Linked DNA regions of Gossypium hirsutum: region 1 is linked to region 2. The links are chromatin contacts, called in public Hi-C maps. All regions are on one chromosome and are shown on one strand. Each heading gives the region's core, a stretch centred on a gene start, on an enhancer-like site or on the middle of the called end of the contact. The rest is flanking DNA. Distances are from core to core; before and after follow the strand shown. Region 1 holds the start of LOC107901175 (2-oxoglutarate-Fe(II) type oxidoreductase hxnY). Region 2 overlaps LOC107901176 (golgin candidate 1).

The links. A called contact is a pair of places that touch in the nucleus more often than the background predicts.
Region 1: a Hi-C map of leaf shows a contact between it and region 2, with 1.8 times the contacts expected there. The contact joins the promoter of LOC107901175 here to the enhancer-like site in region 2. A contact is called at or near these places in 5 of 34 Hi-C or Micro-C datasets (callus, leaf, petal and 1 more).

What each region holds. Positions count from the first base shown.
Region 1 is chrD06:11,960,813-11,968,579 of Gossypium_hirsutum_v2.1, forward strand. It overlaps LOC107901175 (2-oxoglutarate-Fe(II) type oxidoreductase hxnY), which reads right to left and starts at 3,557. Exons shown (of 11, transcript XM_016827073.2): 1 at 3,297-3,557; 2 at 2,914-3,109; 3 at 2,679-2,777; 4 at 2,532-2,583; 5 at 2,307-2,428; 6 at 2,121-2,221; 7 at 1,975-2,033; 8 at 1,639-1,685; 9 at 1,100-1,145; 10 at 504-583; 11 at 1-193. The coding sequence starts at 3,407. The coding sequence ends at 162.
Region 2 is chrD06:11,920,846-11,928,605 of Gossypium_hirsutum_v2.1, forward strand. LOC107901176 (golgin candidate 1) reads left to right here. Exons shown (of 22, transcript XR_005914690.1): 12 at 78-176; 13 at 451-528; 14 at 649-717; 15 at 802-849; 16 at 937-1,032; 17 at 1,138-1,214; 18 at 2,107-2,152; 19 at 2,235-2,333; 20 at 2,419-2,463; 21 at 2,595-3,042; 22 at 3,749-3,991. Among protein-coding and RNA genes, the nearest start is that of LOC107901176, 12 kb to the left of the region's middle. Within about 2 kb of position 2,721, at least 2 of the 9 cell types and tissues checked have an H3K27ac peak or open chromatin away from gene starts, as enhancers often do.

The DNA.
Region 1 (7,767 bases), core at 2,307-4,806, 41 kb after region 2:
ATAGACTTCTAATGTATGATATAACCACATTCAAATTGATATGCTGATGTATGATGAAAATTACAATGTCACCTTTTCCTAAACATGTTTTCACTAAGGACTTCAAGCTTGATGTTTATCGTATACACTTAAGTCAGCATGAGTGTCCTTGTAACGTTGGCTCAGATATGTTGAGCACCTGATTGGGGGAAACCTGGTTGGAATGTACGCAGCAGTTATGTTAGATAGAACAAGACAATTTAAATCAATGTTATAAGATTTGGGTGTAAGTGTCAGATATGGGTAGATTTGGTTATTTTAAAGTTTTTTTATATATATTTGGAGGATCTTTGGAAGGTCACATGCCTACACCCTTTGACCATGGTACTTCAAGCAAAATGAAGAGTTAGAGCAACTTGGGTTTAAATCCCGTATAAATGTCATAGCAACTACGGGTTTCAAATAGGAGGGATTTTCGATCTTTATCATCTATAATTATAAACAACTGGATACTAAAGACTTACTTGGGAGGACTTTTTTCTGTTTTGCAAGTAGGCAAACATTCAACCAGACTGTCATGGTTAGGTTCCACAAAGTATGCAATCTGCCATCAGAAACAAAACACATAAACCTTAGTTTTACTTTTAAGATTATGTAAATGTTAGCAAGACAAAATGTGCCAAGAAAAATCCAGGCTACAATAATCATAAAGAAACTTACAAAATGAGAGTTGGTAGGAACGTAAATTTCAAAGTGCTAGAAAAGCCAAATTTACCTTGTTTGTAGTTAATTACCATAGACAGTGAAGAAGTAAATATATAACCAGCACTAAAGTCATGCATGGGATGTACAAGGAGTGTAACAAGATGAATACAATGGAGCAACTTGATATTGTAACATGAAGACATCATAGAGCATCTAATCAATCATGAATACGGCGAAAGGCCTTAAAACCTGGATAACAAAGAAAGTTAGGTACTTGGATACTTTTATCAGTTGTTTTTTCCTAGTGCATAATTTTCTCTTTGATGCTGATGTAACTCATGATGATGTAAATTTCAATGCCCTGAACAGATATTAATAAAATTTTACGAGGGTTGTTAAAAAAAAAGGGTCTTACAGAATATCTGTCTTGACCATTCCCCAAAACTCTGTGCAAGGTGGACCTGCTAGATACAACAGGGGAAAGATGGTTATAAAAAGGTAGCTTCCAGCCTTCCACAACATGACATCAAGAAACTATAATATTTCAAAACAAATGAACAGAGTTTACAGCAGTACACTTTCAAACGAGGAAAGATGAAATGATGAATAAGCATAAGAATATTGCAAAGAAACAACACCTCGGGCACAAAAAAGCTCAAGGTCACCATAAGGCAGCTTTCTCTTAGTGATCCTATGTACATGTAATGATGCAAAAGAACCAAAAGGTAACGGAGTTCTATTTGTTTGAGATGACAGCCTTAAACAACATTTCTCTGCTTTCAATTTATCAATATAATAAATGGCTAAACTTAAAAGTAAAAGGCAAAGCAGATCATCAAAATTAGTCTAAGCTCTTCAGCAATGAGGCCCCTGGAAATCCATAATTAATTTCATCTTTAATAAGGCAGTGTAGACCATAGTTACAACTGAAGCTAGCACATTACTTGAACATACAGTTGCTCCAGCGCTCCAGCATGTCCCCAAGGTTGACTATGAAAGCTCTGAACAAATCAACCACATATTAAGCCCATCATATATTGGTGATTAAAAAGTTAAACTTAGCACAAGGGAAGCAAGAATAGAACAATGCAAGGATAGAAATTTAAGAAGATATCACAAAAGAATAATGATAGCAAGCTCGGGGCAGTAAATAATTAGACAAAATTCACTAAAACTGAGATTGGATCCAAATGCATTCTCTACTAAAACCAAATTGCATATGCACAATATGGAAGCATGTGTACAATGTAACCTACAAGCTCAAATCTCTGCTAGCCATCAGTGACTTACCCTTTTATTGGTGTCACATACTCCCATATCTGAGGTTTTGCATCTTTATCCTTGCATATCTGCAGAAAAATCAAATAAACATTTGTTAACTAGTGAAATGTGAAGAAAACTGGCAATATAGTCACATGTTATAGCAACTTTCATACTTGTAGACCCATAACATCATCGGTTGCCAAAAGTGTAATAAATCCGAAGTCAGAATGGGCTCCAGCTCCATATATTCCTTTTGCGGGATCAGAAAATTGATCTGAACAGATTATGAAATTCATATAATGATTTATATCAATTGTGTATGACAATAAGATTAATAAAGATATCCTATGATCTTACACCTTCATAGTGTAGCAAGCGCAAGGTGGCAATAGGCTTCCCAAGCACCTCAGGCTTATCAAAGAAATCAACCTCTAGATCAAGTGCAAGCGCTATGATCCTTGAAACTGCCTTTCCCACCTCTCTAATAGCAAGAAGAAGAAATATAAATTCTTATCAGCCATTTTTCTTTGCACACATCATCATGAAACAAGCATAGATATGTAATCACATAACTTATAACTTACAATGCCTCATGATGGAATTTCTCCATAGTCTGCCTCCAACCAGGCAAAACACCTAACCAGTGCCAAAAGTGACCAAAGCAATTGGTGAAATATTCTTTTAAACAGGTCTTGCAAAATAACCAACCAATGAAAGTTGAAACATTTTACCATCTGCCGGCCAAACATTAGGCCCATTAAACGGCTTCTCGGATTCAGGATCATTTTCAGGCACGTCCACGCCTATGTAATACCCCTCTTTGTAGTCTCCTGCTACCCCAACAGGGGAAAAAAAGCTTGATACTATAGTTGCACGCAAACTATTGCACCAATGATGAATATGAAAAATAGAACATATGATGCAGTTATACAGAAATACAAACGCTAAAGAGAAAGAATTGCTGACCATGCACTTGATTGTCAGGGTCAAGAACCTCATCAAACATGGGAGTGTAGCCTCTATGTTTCTCATTCCTCAAAACTTTCAGTTTCTCGTTTAATGGCAAATAAAAAAACTTCTTGCTTTGAGCAAATACTTCATCCATAAATTCCTGGCTTATCCCATGATTTACAACATAGAAAAATCCACAATCCAAGCAAGCCTAAACCCACCACAAAAAAAAAAAAAAAAAACCAAACTTCTATTATGGGGTTGTCTGATAATCACCAAGGCATCAAACTATCAACTTCGAATCATCAAAACAGTTGAAAAGAAAACAGAAACCAGTAAATTCATATGACAAGTACAACAAAACACAGAAGCCAAAAAGATACAGAGGGGAACCAAACCTGCTTTAGTAAAGCAACGGATTCACCAATATCAGGATTAGACAGATCGATACAATTGATGGTTGAGACTTTGATAGGAGGTTCGGGTCCGCTTTGCTTCTGATTTGCCATTTTGCTTTCTCTTTTTGGCGCAGTTGGTGTTCTGCTTTTGTTAGTTTAATGGTCTCATAGTTTAGAAATTCGAGATGAGAATTTATAGGTTGAGAGACCAACGGCAACTTCTCGGTAATGTAAGTGGGACACGCGTTTTCTGGTTCACATAATTTAAGGTGGTAGGTTTTGTTTTACATTTCTATATTACTTATCTAATATTTTTCACCTCAATTTCTATTTTCTAAATAAAAGTGATTCTGACATTGGAAAACATGAGTTGAAGTACATTTCTTATAAAAATATAAAAATTTGAAAAATTATAAATTTCCATTTATTTTAATATTTTTTATATATTTTGATTTTATTATACATACTTTATTATATCTATCGATTGTATATATATTAGTAATGTTATTGGTTAAATTAGTGTCATAAGTTAACACAACGTCAATTCAAGATAGATGGTAACACCATCATAAATAATTGTATTCATTTAGTAATATATGTATTTATGTGTTTAAATTTAATATTTTTTCATTTTAATATCATACATATTTCATTTGTCATTATTAACTAGCTTCCAACCATGTAAAAATAAAACTTCTATATTCTAATAGAATTTTTAGATAATAATAAAAGGTTAATTGGTTTTAATAATTAAACTAGTAAGGCAGACATAACCAGATTAGACCGAATGATTAAATTGAAAATGTCTGATCCAACCATTTCATCAGTGACGAGTTTTGAACGGTTAAAAGAAATCGAAACAGAGAGTCAGGTAACTTAGCTAAAACCCTTCTAAACCGGTTTTAGAAGATGTTTTGGTTTTCTATTTTTTTCCCCCTTAATATTACCCCAAATCGTATCCCCAACCTGTCCAATTTTGTTTTATTTTTTAGCCAACCCATCCAATAATTATAATTAAAAAAAAATTAAAACTAAAAATCAATGGATTCAAACCTAGGTTCTTTTTTCCAAATCTATCCAAACTCCAGTATTTCATACGTTCGCTTCCGTTTGCTACCATTTGTTGGCATTTTCTTCAATCTTCATCATTGGTTGGCTTCTACAAGATCTCTTAGTTAGGGTGTTCAAACTTCGGTTAAAATCTAATTAATTCGTTAAATTGATTTAATTCGATTAACCGATCTAGTTCGGTTGGAGGTTAGTTAAAGGTTTTTTAGAATTTTGATTAATGGTTAATTCAATTCGAAATCAAGTAATTAACCGAACTTAATAAATAATATTATATATTATTATGTATTAAGTAATTACTAATTTAATTAATTCGGTCAAATGAACATTATTAATTTATTTTTTTATATGTTTTATACTTGTTTTAATAAATATATATATATATAAATTTCGGTTAATTCACCGACCGAAATAATCGAAATATTTCGGTTCAGTTAATAATTAAAAAATTAAAAATTTTAATTAATTTAATTAATATTAATTTAATTCAATTAACCGTTTTAACACCCCTAATATTAACTTAATCCTTCGATAGAATTGAGCATGGACTAATGTCCTCGAAGATGTAGAGAAAACGGACTAGCCAATAAGGAGCAATAGTCAGATCCAACCACAAGGCCAAACAACCTTAGGTAAGCACCATAGACATCTATAAATACTAATATTATGATGTTGATCAGGTATGACCATACACTTAATCTTACACCATTTCACTCTTTTCATCAAGAATTGACTTAAGCATAAAAAAAATACTCCAACGTACAAACTTTATGACCTTTAATTTATTTCCTGCATTGCAAATAATCTGGAATGTTAACATCACTTGTCACAATTTGATCTAGACAATTGACATCAAGGATGGATTCAGAATTTTATTTTAAGGGGGTGAAAATTTTAAATCTAAACGATTTTTTTAACGTAAAAAGTGTCAATTCTTCTCGGAATCTTTGTTTTATTAAACAAATCAATTTAATGTTTTTTTTTAAATTATGAACGATTTAACTGTAAAAAAATTAAAAGAAAAAATCATACTATATAGAATTAAATATTTCTTTCCAATATGCAAGAAAGAATAACTGATATCATACTAAAATTTTCATAAATACCATTATAATTCCAAAAATTAAATTTAAAAAACTTGGCCTTAGTCCTATTTATCAATACTAGGCATCTTAAATTGCACCCTCCGTTTTTCATAAGATCAAACTCATCAATGATAGAACCTGTTGAAAATTCTCAATCTATCTCTTTTTCGATGTATGCAACCAAGCAAGCTGAAAAAAAAAATCATCCTCCATTCTGTTGCGAAACATTGTCTTCACAATTTTTATGGCTGAAAATGTTTGTTCGGTTATTGCAATAGACACGAGAAGAGGATAAATACTTGAATCATTTGTCTTAGCTAGCACTTGACACAACTTGACAATCGTAGAAGCTTTCTGCAACTCTATGCTTTGATGAGCATCAAGTTAAAAATACTCCAATTGAATCTTCATGTGTAGCTTTTCTTGCTCCGTAAAATCGTCCGGATAAAAATCATTCATAAGCTTGCAAATATCTTCCACCCGAAAAGCTTTGTAATTATCACGTGGATCCAAAGCAGAGTTAAGAACAAGTAACTCCACTACCTCATCATTAAAGCGAGAATTCATTTCTGTTAGCAAGGAATCGATACCAATAATGAATATATCAAATCGATAGTGATGCTCAATTGTGAGGTTAGCCCTCTGGATGCGAGACCGACCTCGACTGGTTTTGTATGAAGCACTTAAATTGGGGACTTTTATCTCATGATCTTTACAATATAACTTCACTTTCTCAATCACATATGGGCTAAAGAAACACCACACACAGCCGTGTGGCCCAACACGTACCTTTACATGACCGTGTCCCCCTTTTTAACCCAAAAACTCCAATTTTGTTTTTCTTTTTCTTTTTACCTTGACTTCTTCCTCCTAACCCTCCAAAAAAGAAAAACCCTAGCTATCGCTCCCATAGCCCTCCGGTGCTGCCAACCCCCATTCGATCCTATGTCCCTCACCGCACCATCGCTCCCCACCTCCGAATGCCCCCTTGCCACGACTCGCCCCTTCCCCCTCCTTTTCAATCAAAACTAAATAATTATTGGTCAAGAAACTATAATTAAGTTTAAAAAATTTTAACATGAAATTAAATAATTTTATTAAAAATATCATCTCCCAAAAACAATTAAAATATTCAACTTCCTCAAAACAATAAAAGTAAATTTAAATTTAAAAATACGTACAAATAATATTACAAAAACATTTTAATGTACTTCAATCTATCATCTTTGCCATCATCTTCAATCAATAGAGATTCTTGTTTGCTAACTTGTTTAATATCTAATGCACTTAGGGTCTGTTTGATTGCCAGTAAAATATTTTCCGTAAAATGATTTCTAGAAAATGTTTTACTTTTCTATAAAATGATTTACTGGAAAATATTTTCTGGTGTTTGATTGAACCTGTGTAAAATATTTTCTGCTGCTTGGCAGATTTTTTGAAAATATTTTTCGGAAAAGTTGTTTTTACATATATTAATATATATTAATAAATTTTTATATTTTAAATTATTTTTACTTATATTGCAATGATTTATTTATAATAATACTCAATTATTAAGCTACAATATTAATCGTTATAAATTGAAAAAAACTAATATCAAATAAATTATTTGTAATTATGTTAAAAAAACAAGTATTGAATAATTAAAAAAACAAGTTACTGGAAAATCGATAAACAGAAGCAGTTTTCTACCGGAAATGAAGGAAGGAATGAAGGAGGTGATAGAGAGGAGAGCACGGAAAATGTCTTACGGAAATTGAAAGGGTAAGACATTTTCCCTAAAATGTAACCCATTTTCCCTTGTTTTGGAGTTCATTTTCCAAATGGAAAATGTTTTCCGCCAATCAAACGCTGGAAAAGTTGGAAATGATTTTCCGGAAAATCAATTTCGTCAATCAAACAGACCCTTAATTGCATTTACATTACGTTTCATTGGGGTAAGTGGAATAAGGTTGTAATAGAATAGAGCAGTAATGAGTAATCTATTTGTTTGGTTTAATGGAATAGAATAAAGCTATAATAGTATTCTTATATTTGGTTGAATGGAATAGATGTTATAATAGCATAAGTAAAAAGACTTAAATGACCAAAGTACCCTTAGTAGAATTTTTTTAGATAAATGATTTTTGTTGTTGTTATTAAATTTTAATAAGATTATTAAATATAATTTAATATAAATAATAAAAATAATTTAATCATATTTTAACATAATTATTATTAAATACAATTTAATAACATAATATATAATTTAATAACATTCTTAATATAATTATTAATAAAATATTAATAAAAATCATAATATATAATATTATAAAAAT
Region 2 (7,760 bases), core at 1,471-3,970:
TATATGAAAGTTTACCTCTTTGACTGAGCAAAATATGAAGTGAAAAGCCTCTTAATATTTACCTGATATTATGTCAGGTTGAATGTGCATCTCTAAATCAAGAATTGCAAAATTTGGAAGCTCGAGCTCGTCGTGGACAAAAGAAGTCCCCAGAAGAGGCAAATCAAATGGTTCAGGTAGATATGTTGAGGATATAACTGTCTTAATTCTATCTTGGAAATGTCACTGGACCATTTCCATACAGCCAGAGCCTAGCATTAAAAAGCACCTACTTATGGGATATGCATAATGTTGTCTACTGGGACATGGATTCTATGTCATTAAGAACATTCTGAAGTTCAAAAGTTCAAAATCCATTTAACATCTACTTACAGGCATAATATGTGGCCTTTAGCTGTTGCATCAACTGTAGTAATTGAGAAAATGATGACTTAAAGATGGTTTTATTAGATGCAGGCATGGCAGGAGGAAGTAGAGCGTGCACGCAGAGGTCAAAGAGACGCTGAGAGCAAGCTCTCTTTGTTAGAGGCAAGTATCAAAAAAATGTTTTCCTCTTTTCTATATTGTAAAATTATAGTAAGATTATTCTGGTTTCTTTGCTGGCTGATTTTTGGATTTGTTTTCTTTGACCACTTTTCCTGTCTGCAGGCTGAACTGCAGAAAATGAGGGTTGAAATGGCTGCCATGAAGAGGGATGCTGAGCATTATTCTCGACAGGTAACAGTTCAAATTTATTCTTCTGTTTTTCTTACTTCAAACACATATATGGAGCCATTGTCATATGTTGTTGCCTACTCTCAGGAGCATATGGAGCTAGAGAAACGCTACCGTGAATTAACTGACCTTTTGGTAATAGAAACTGAGGTTTACTTTTTCACTTGTTCTTGTAAAACCTATTTGTTTGGGCTGACTTCTTGGGGATACACCATTATTCAGTACAACAAGCAAACGCAGTTAGAAACTATGGCTAGTGAAAAAGCTGCAGCCGAGTTCCAGTTGGAGAAGGAAATAAAGCGTCTTCAGGAAGCACAGGTTTAGTGATATCTCTGCTGCAGGACTGATTGTCTATGTCTTGTTAGAACTAATTATATTCAATATCATTGTTTTTTGCTTGTGATGTACTATTCCAATCAACAGGTTGAAGTAGAAAGAAGTAGAGTTCCTCGTCGGGCATCAATGTCCTGGGAGGAAGACACTGAAATCAAAGCACTTGAGTATGTTAAGCTTTTTGTTTTATTAGATTACAATCCTTAGATCCTTTATCTGCAAGTTTTAGCATCTTATTGAGAGTATTGGGATGTGATCTTTTTTAGCAAGTAAAAGAATATATGTTACCTTCCCTTTCAGACTGGTTTTCATTTGAGGAAACATGATTTGTTAAAATTGCTTATATTTGATTAATTTGAAGCTTATAAATTGTATGTTCTGCAGAACCATCAACTGTTGTAGGTGTTCTGTTGGGCTCAATTAGATCTCCTGATATGATTATTTACATACATCTTTCCTTTGGATGAAAGAATGAAATAGTATAGCTGATGTTAGCGCCATGTTTGGAATGAATTGGTTTCTTTGCAACTTAGACATTTACCTCCCAGTATTTAACATAGCCTATAAGGAAAGCATCATGGTGCACCCTTAAGTTCAATGAGATGAAAGTGTAATATTATGCAACCGTTATGACTAGAACTTCTAAATTCTCATTCTTTGGTAAGAAGGGAGAAAAGGGAAAAAAGAAAAGAAAAGAAATTCTTTCAGAGTGGAATCTGCAGGGCTGAATCATCCATTAACTGACCATATGCGCTCATTTTTGTTGATACCTTGGCTGTTGTTCTTGCATTGGTTTTTTTGGCTGTAGTGCCTTCAAATTAGAATACTCTGTGTAAATATTTAGGCTTTGACTCTTGTGATTGAGTTATTCATTTTGGCTTTAATATATGCTCTCCCTAGTACTGGTATGGAGTGTAAATAGATGTGAAGCGAAATTGAAAAGAGCTATTGCTACCTGTCCATCCTACATTCATATTGGCTCTCCTATCCCCTGCATGAATATATTTTTTTCCTCTTAATTTAATGACGAGGTTACTTTTGATATTTTCAAAATTGCAGGCCTCTTCCCTTGCATCACCGTCACATGGCTGTTGCAAGCATACAGGTATTCTCCCTCTTATATCCCGAAAACCAACTTATCATCCCCATTGTTTATTCTGACCCATGTTTCAACCTGCCTCATGCAGTTACAGAAGGTTGTGAAATTACTGGATTCAGTATCTGTTAGGGCCACAAGATTTCTTTGGCGATATCCAGCAGCTCGAATAATCTTGCTATGCTATCTTGTAAGAACAGTTTCACCTTCTCTTTGTAGAAATGTGTTATATATGGATTAAATTCTATAATAACAATGACAAAAATTATATGCAGGTATTTGTACATCTCTTCTTGATGTACTTGTTACATCGTCTTCAGGTATTGACTATCCGGCCTTTTGGAAAATTAACATATGAACAATTGATTGTTGGGATCCACTTATATTTCCAACTGTAAGTCAATATGCCTTATCACACATGCCTAATCATCGCATTAAATGTTGTTTATAGGAACAAGCGGACAATTTTGCTGCTAGGGAACTCGCGGAATCTATGGGTCTTAAAAACTCCAACTTACCCTAATTGGGGAATAAAATGCACCTTAGCTCCGACCAAGGGTTCTCCAACTATGTGGTTTACCATCTGCAAGGTTTGCTTATTCTTATTTTCTTTTGCAGGCATACATGGAATGATCCAAGAACACTTCGAGAATTAGGAAACTATAGAAGATGCACACACATCTAAAATCAGTCACTGGCATTTTTATATTGAGAACTACAACTAGCAAATTTAGATTTTGGTGTATTTCTGAAATCCAGATGCATCAAGCGGCCGCTAACTGCTAGCTGTTGATTTTCTGTCGACATACTACCAATTTTACATAAATTGGAAGTTCGTTTTGGAAATGGGGGTGGGAAAATCAGAAATGAGAAGCCAGCAAGCATGTTGTAGATCCAAAGTAAGTGGTTCGGCTGTGAATGATAATATTCTTTTGGTATACAGGTGACTTGGAAACGGTGACGTTTACTCGTTCTCTACATCATAAATGAATGTTTTTGAAGAGATATTGTATATAATATGGTATGATAACTAATATTAACATGGCTAATTAAATCTATGCATATATAATGTCACCTTCAGTTTACCTCATCGGTAATTGCTATAAAGAGTATATACGCAATACTATTTTTAAATCCTTCTACAAGTAGTCTCCTTTATTTATAGAAGTGTACCGTTGTAATTTGTAATCTGACCTTTATTTACAACTCAAATACTCATTTGGCCTCCTAAAACATATCCTAAATTGATTTTATGATATATTTTTTGTCTTAGCTTAATACTCAAGATTTTTTTTCTGGTATATATATATATTGATATTGTAGTAGTCTTAAAACAAGATGGCGTGATAGTCATTACTTGTGACTTGTGGCACCATCCTTTGAAAATAAAAAAATATTAAAAATATAAAAATTATAAAAAATAAAAAACTTTAAAATATTATATAAAATCTAAATCTAAATCTAAAATTAAAATTAAAATTAAAATTTTTATTAAATTTCACGCAATCTTCTAGAACAACCAAAATACCTAATATTTAAATAACTTACAATAAATTCTTCCACATTTATATTTTTAGTGATTCATCACCAAATCTCTTTTTCCAGATGATACCTCCTGCTCTTCAAAAGACATGAAGCAAATTTTGCCCAAGCCCTCATCATTGGAAGAGTTGCGATCACTCCAAGTAGCTACCATGGCTTTCTTTTTTCTCTTGCTTCTTCTTCAAAGGACAATCATACTTGTTGTGCCCCGACTTTTTGCAAATGTAGCAAACTATTTTCTTTCTTGAAGTCTCTTGCCTTTGTCCATTTTCATTAATCTTTTGAACTTCTTGACAAATATGATTATTTTTTCATTATCCTACTCCTCATCAGCATCATTGTTGCTTTCTTCTTGGATGGAGGACCATAAACCAAATTTATCATGCTCCAACTTCATCTCATAGGTGATGAGTGAACTTATGAGCTCATCTAAAGAAAGCTTATCCAAATCTTTGGATTCTTCAATAGTCGTCACTTTTGCTTCCCATTCTTTTGGTAGGCTATTGAGCAATTTCTTCATCATTTGTTTATTGGAATAAGCCTTCCCAAGTGCCTTCAAACCATTGATGATGTCGGTGAATCTATCGAACATTTATTTGATGCTCTCTCCCGACTTAATCTTGAAAAGCTCAAAGTCAAGTGTAAGAAAACTAATCTTGGATTCCTTGACTTGGTTTGTTCCTTCATGAATGGTGGCAAACTTGTTCCATATCTCTTTACACTTTGACATTAGGACACTCTCTTGTACTCATTAGGACTTAATGCACAAAAAAGAGTGCATGACCTTGGCATTTAATTGAGCCTTCTTCTTGTTATCATCTTCCCACTCATTTTCATCATTGGGCACCTTTAGATCACCATTTGAGATAATCCTCCACACATAAAAATCATTGGCTTGGATGAAAATTTTCATCCTTATCTTCCAATAAGAGTAGCTCTCTCCATTGAGGTAGGAAGCTCTCACAATGGATTGATCTTCACTTAATCTAGTTGAGCCGAAAGCTTGTGCCATCTTCAAACTCGGTACTTTTTCCTAGAGTCTCCTCCCCCGATGGTAAAACCTTTGATGGAGAGCTAACTCTAATACCAATTGTTACGCTTGAAAATACCAAGAGGGGGTGAATTGGTATCTTCAATATTTCTAAAAACTTTTCTAAATGAAAGAGAAAAAGAGTGGTTTGACTCCAATTCCCTACCTCCACTACCTTGGTATATCTCAACCAAGGATTTGCCAATTCACTATACTTGAATTGATACCTTTCAAGGAAAATGTATAACATTTACAATTCATCTCTTTTTCATAAGGTTGAGATAGAACCTTCCCCCTAGCTTTTGTGGCTAAATTATAACCCTCTAGCTTCTATAAGGCTCAACTATAACCTTCTATAAATCACTTTAAGGTTTTATACCTAAAAAACCTCAAGTAGCCTTTACAAGCAAAAATAAACGATGTAAACAAATGGAGACTTCTCAAAGGTGTGTGGTTACAAGTGTTAAGATCTCTCAAATAATGGAAATGAGAATGATAAAAAGATCTAACAATAAAGACCTAAGAGATATACAAGAGAAAATGAAGAAATAAAGAATTAGAGGTTTTTCTCTTGATTTTTAATCGCGCCATGGCGTACGAACGTCGAGTAGAGAATTAGCACAAAATATAATAATTTAAAAGCAACTTGATTGCAAGTGTGACAGGTCAGTTCTAATATTTATATGTGTTACAATAGAACACAAAGTATTCCAAGGATCGAACCCAAGGGATTGTCAAATTGGTAAATATGTTTACCAAATTAATTATGAGTTAAGCAATTACTAATCTAGTTGAGTCAGAAATTATTAGTAATACCAAATAAAATAATAGTTAAGCTAATTCTACATTAACAAATAAAAATACCAAACTAACTTTCTTCCTCTTTACTAGAAACAATGCAGATTGATTGAAATGATGGTCGCATGATTCATGGATTACTAACTAAGTTAACGAACCTATGATGATTATACTGTTTGCCACTCTTAGCTAGGAATCTCCTCTCGGTCTCATCCTAAACTAAAGGATACCACCTAAGCTCTCCTCTTGGTCTCACTTAGGCATATAGTTCTCCTTTTGGTTTCACTATTTGACACAAATGTATCAAAGTCCTACACGATAGTCTTTTCTCGATCTTATCTATCTAGATCTTCCACTAGAGGCATCAATTATAGTGCAATATGCAATTTAATATGCTTGAATAAACAATGAATCAATGCATAGATAATAACTTAGTTAAGTAACCTATTCATCAATCAACCAATAAAATGATTCAACACATGATTAAAATTAAATTCAACATAAGCATTTTAACAAACACATGGTGGACATAAAATATAAAAGTTAAGGGTTGAGAAAATGATCCTTAATAGATAAATATCCAATGAAGCATGAAAATTTAATCCATCTCCATCCACAAGGTTCCAGCAAAAATGAAGAAACAAAAATACTAGAATAAAAAAAAAGAAAAAGAAGAAAAGAAGAAAAGAGAAAAGAAAAAAAAAACCTAAACTAAGAAAATAAGAGAAAAAAAATTATCTAATGCCTAACCTAATTTTCTACACTAGCCTCCCACATAGTTGATATAAGTTGGTATTTATAGGCAAAAGGTATTTAACTTAACATTAACAATTATACCCTTAAATGAAAAGTGACTTTTGTTTGGACAAAAAATTGCCCTTACAGTTTTTTATCCATCAGGCTTCGGTGTCGTGACACCCAAGCTTTGGCGTCGCAACACCCTTGTCAATTGACTTTAAGGGTTGCTTGGGAGCTTCAATGTCATGACCATGATCTTCTGGTGTCGCGACTTGGCACTCAGCCGACTTAGCTTCCTTAGTTTTGTGTCTAGGCTCAAGGTTGCGAATTTGCTGACTTAGCATCGCGACCATGGAGGTAGGTGTCACGACATCACTCCCTTAATGTCGCGACTTCTAAGATAGACCTCTTGAATTGCACTTTGCTGAACTCCAACTCCTTGAGTGGTGATGGAAGGTTGGCGTCGCGACACCAAGACAATGGTGTCGCAACCTTGGCCACAGTGGAGGCTTTTCTTCACATTTTTGCTTCAACCACATTCCTGCACAAGCTCAATTCAACCATTAAACATCCAATGTCATAAATTTGTCAATTTGGATCTAAAAAGAGGTAAAATAAAAGAAAAACTATCATTAACACAAAAAACCTAAGAATTGATAAAAAAACATTAAAAAGACTCATAAATTGCTTGAAAACAAACTCATTAAGTACTCGAGAGAGCCTAATTTGACATACCAAATTATGACAAATTAATTTCTATGTTTGAATATTCATCTCTTACGTTTTGATGTGTTTTTAGCTTGTGTTTTCTTTTATCAATGAATGAGTTTGTGGAAGTTTATGACCGTTGGGGATGAATTTTATCCCTTAGAAGCATTCATTTCTGGCTTAAAAACACTTGTAGAGCTTTGGGGTGTGGTAGCTTTCTTCAAAAATTTGACTATTGAGCTACAAGTATTGCACCCTAGCTGGAAGGGTGTGTGGTACTTGGGTGGAAGGGTGCTATACCTTTTGGAAAATGGTGCTATACCTTTGTGCCATTTTGTACACTGACTTTTAGGTACCGCACCTTTTGGCTAAGGTGTTGTACCTAGCTTAAAAAAACTTAAAAATTCTTTAAAATTATTTTTTTAAGCCTTAAATTTGTTTGAAAATGTTTGATAAAAATTTCAACCATATTTTCATTAAATGACTTGGAAAATATAATAAATAAAATTTATCTTAAATGTTGTTATATCAAAATCTTGGGACATAAAAACTAACAAAAATCATAAAAGAAGAGTTAATTGCACTAGACATCCCAAACTATGATTCTCATTCTAAATTGGTTGCCAAACTTCAAAATATTCTAATTGCATCCTCAAACTATCGATGTTTTATTAGTCAAGTGATTTTATTATTAAAATTGTTAATTTAATTGTTAACTTACATGCCAAATCTTAGTGGCATAATTTAAAATAAAAATTTTAAAGAAAAGTAAAACGTTGTCGCATTACTTTTAAAGTTAAA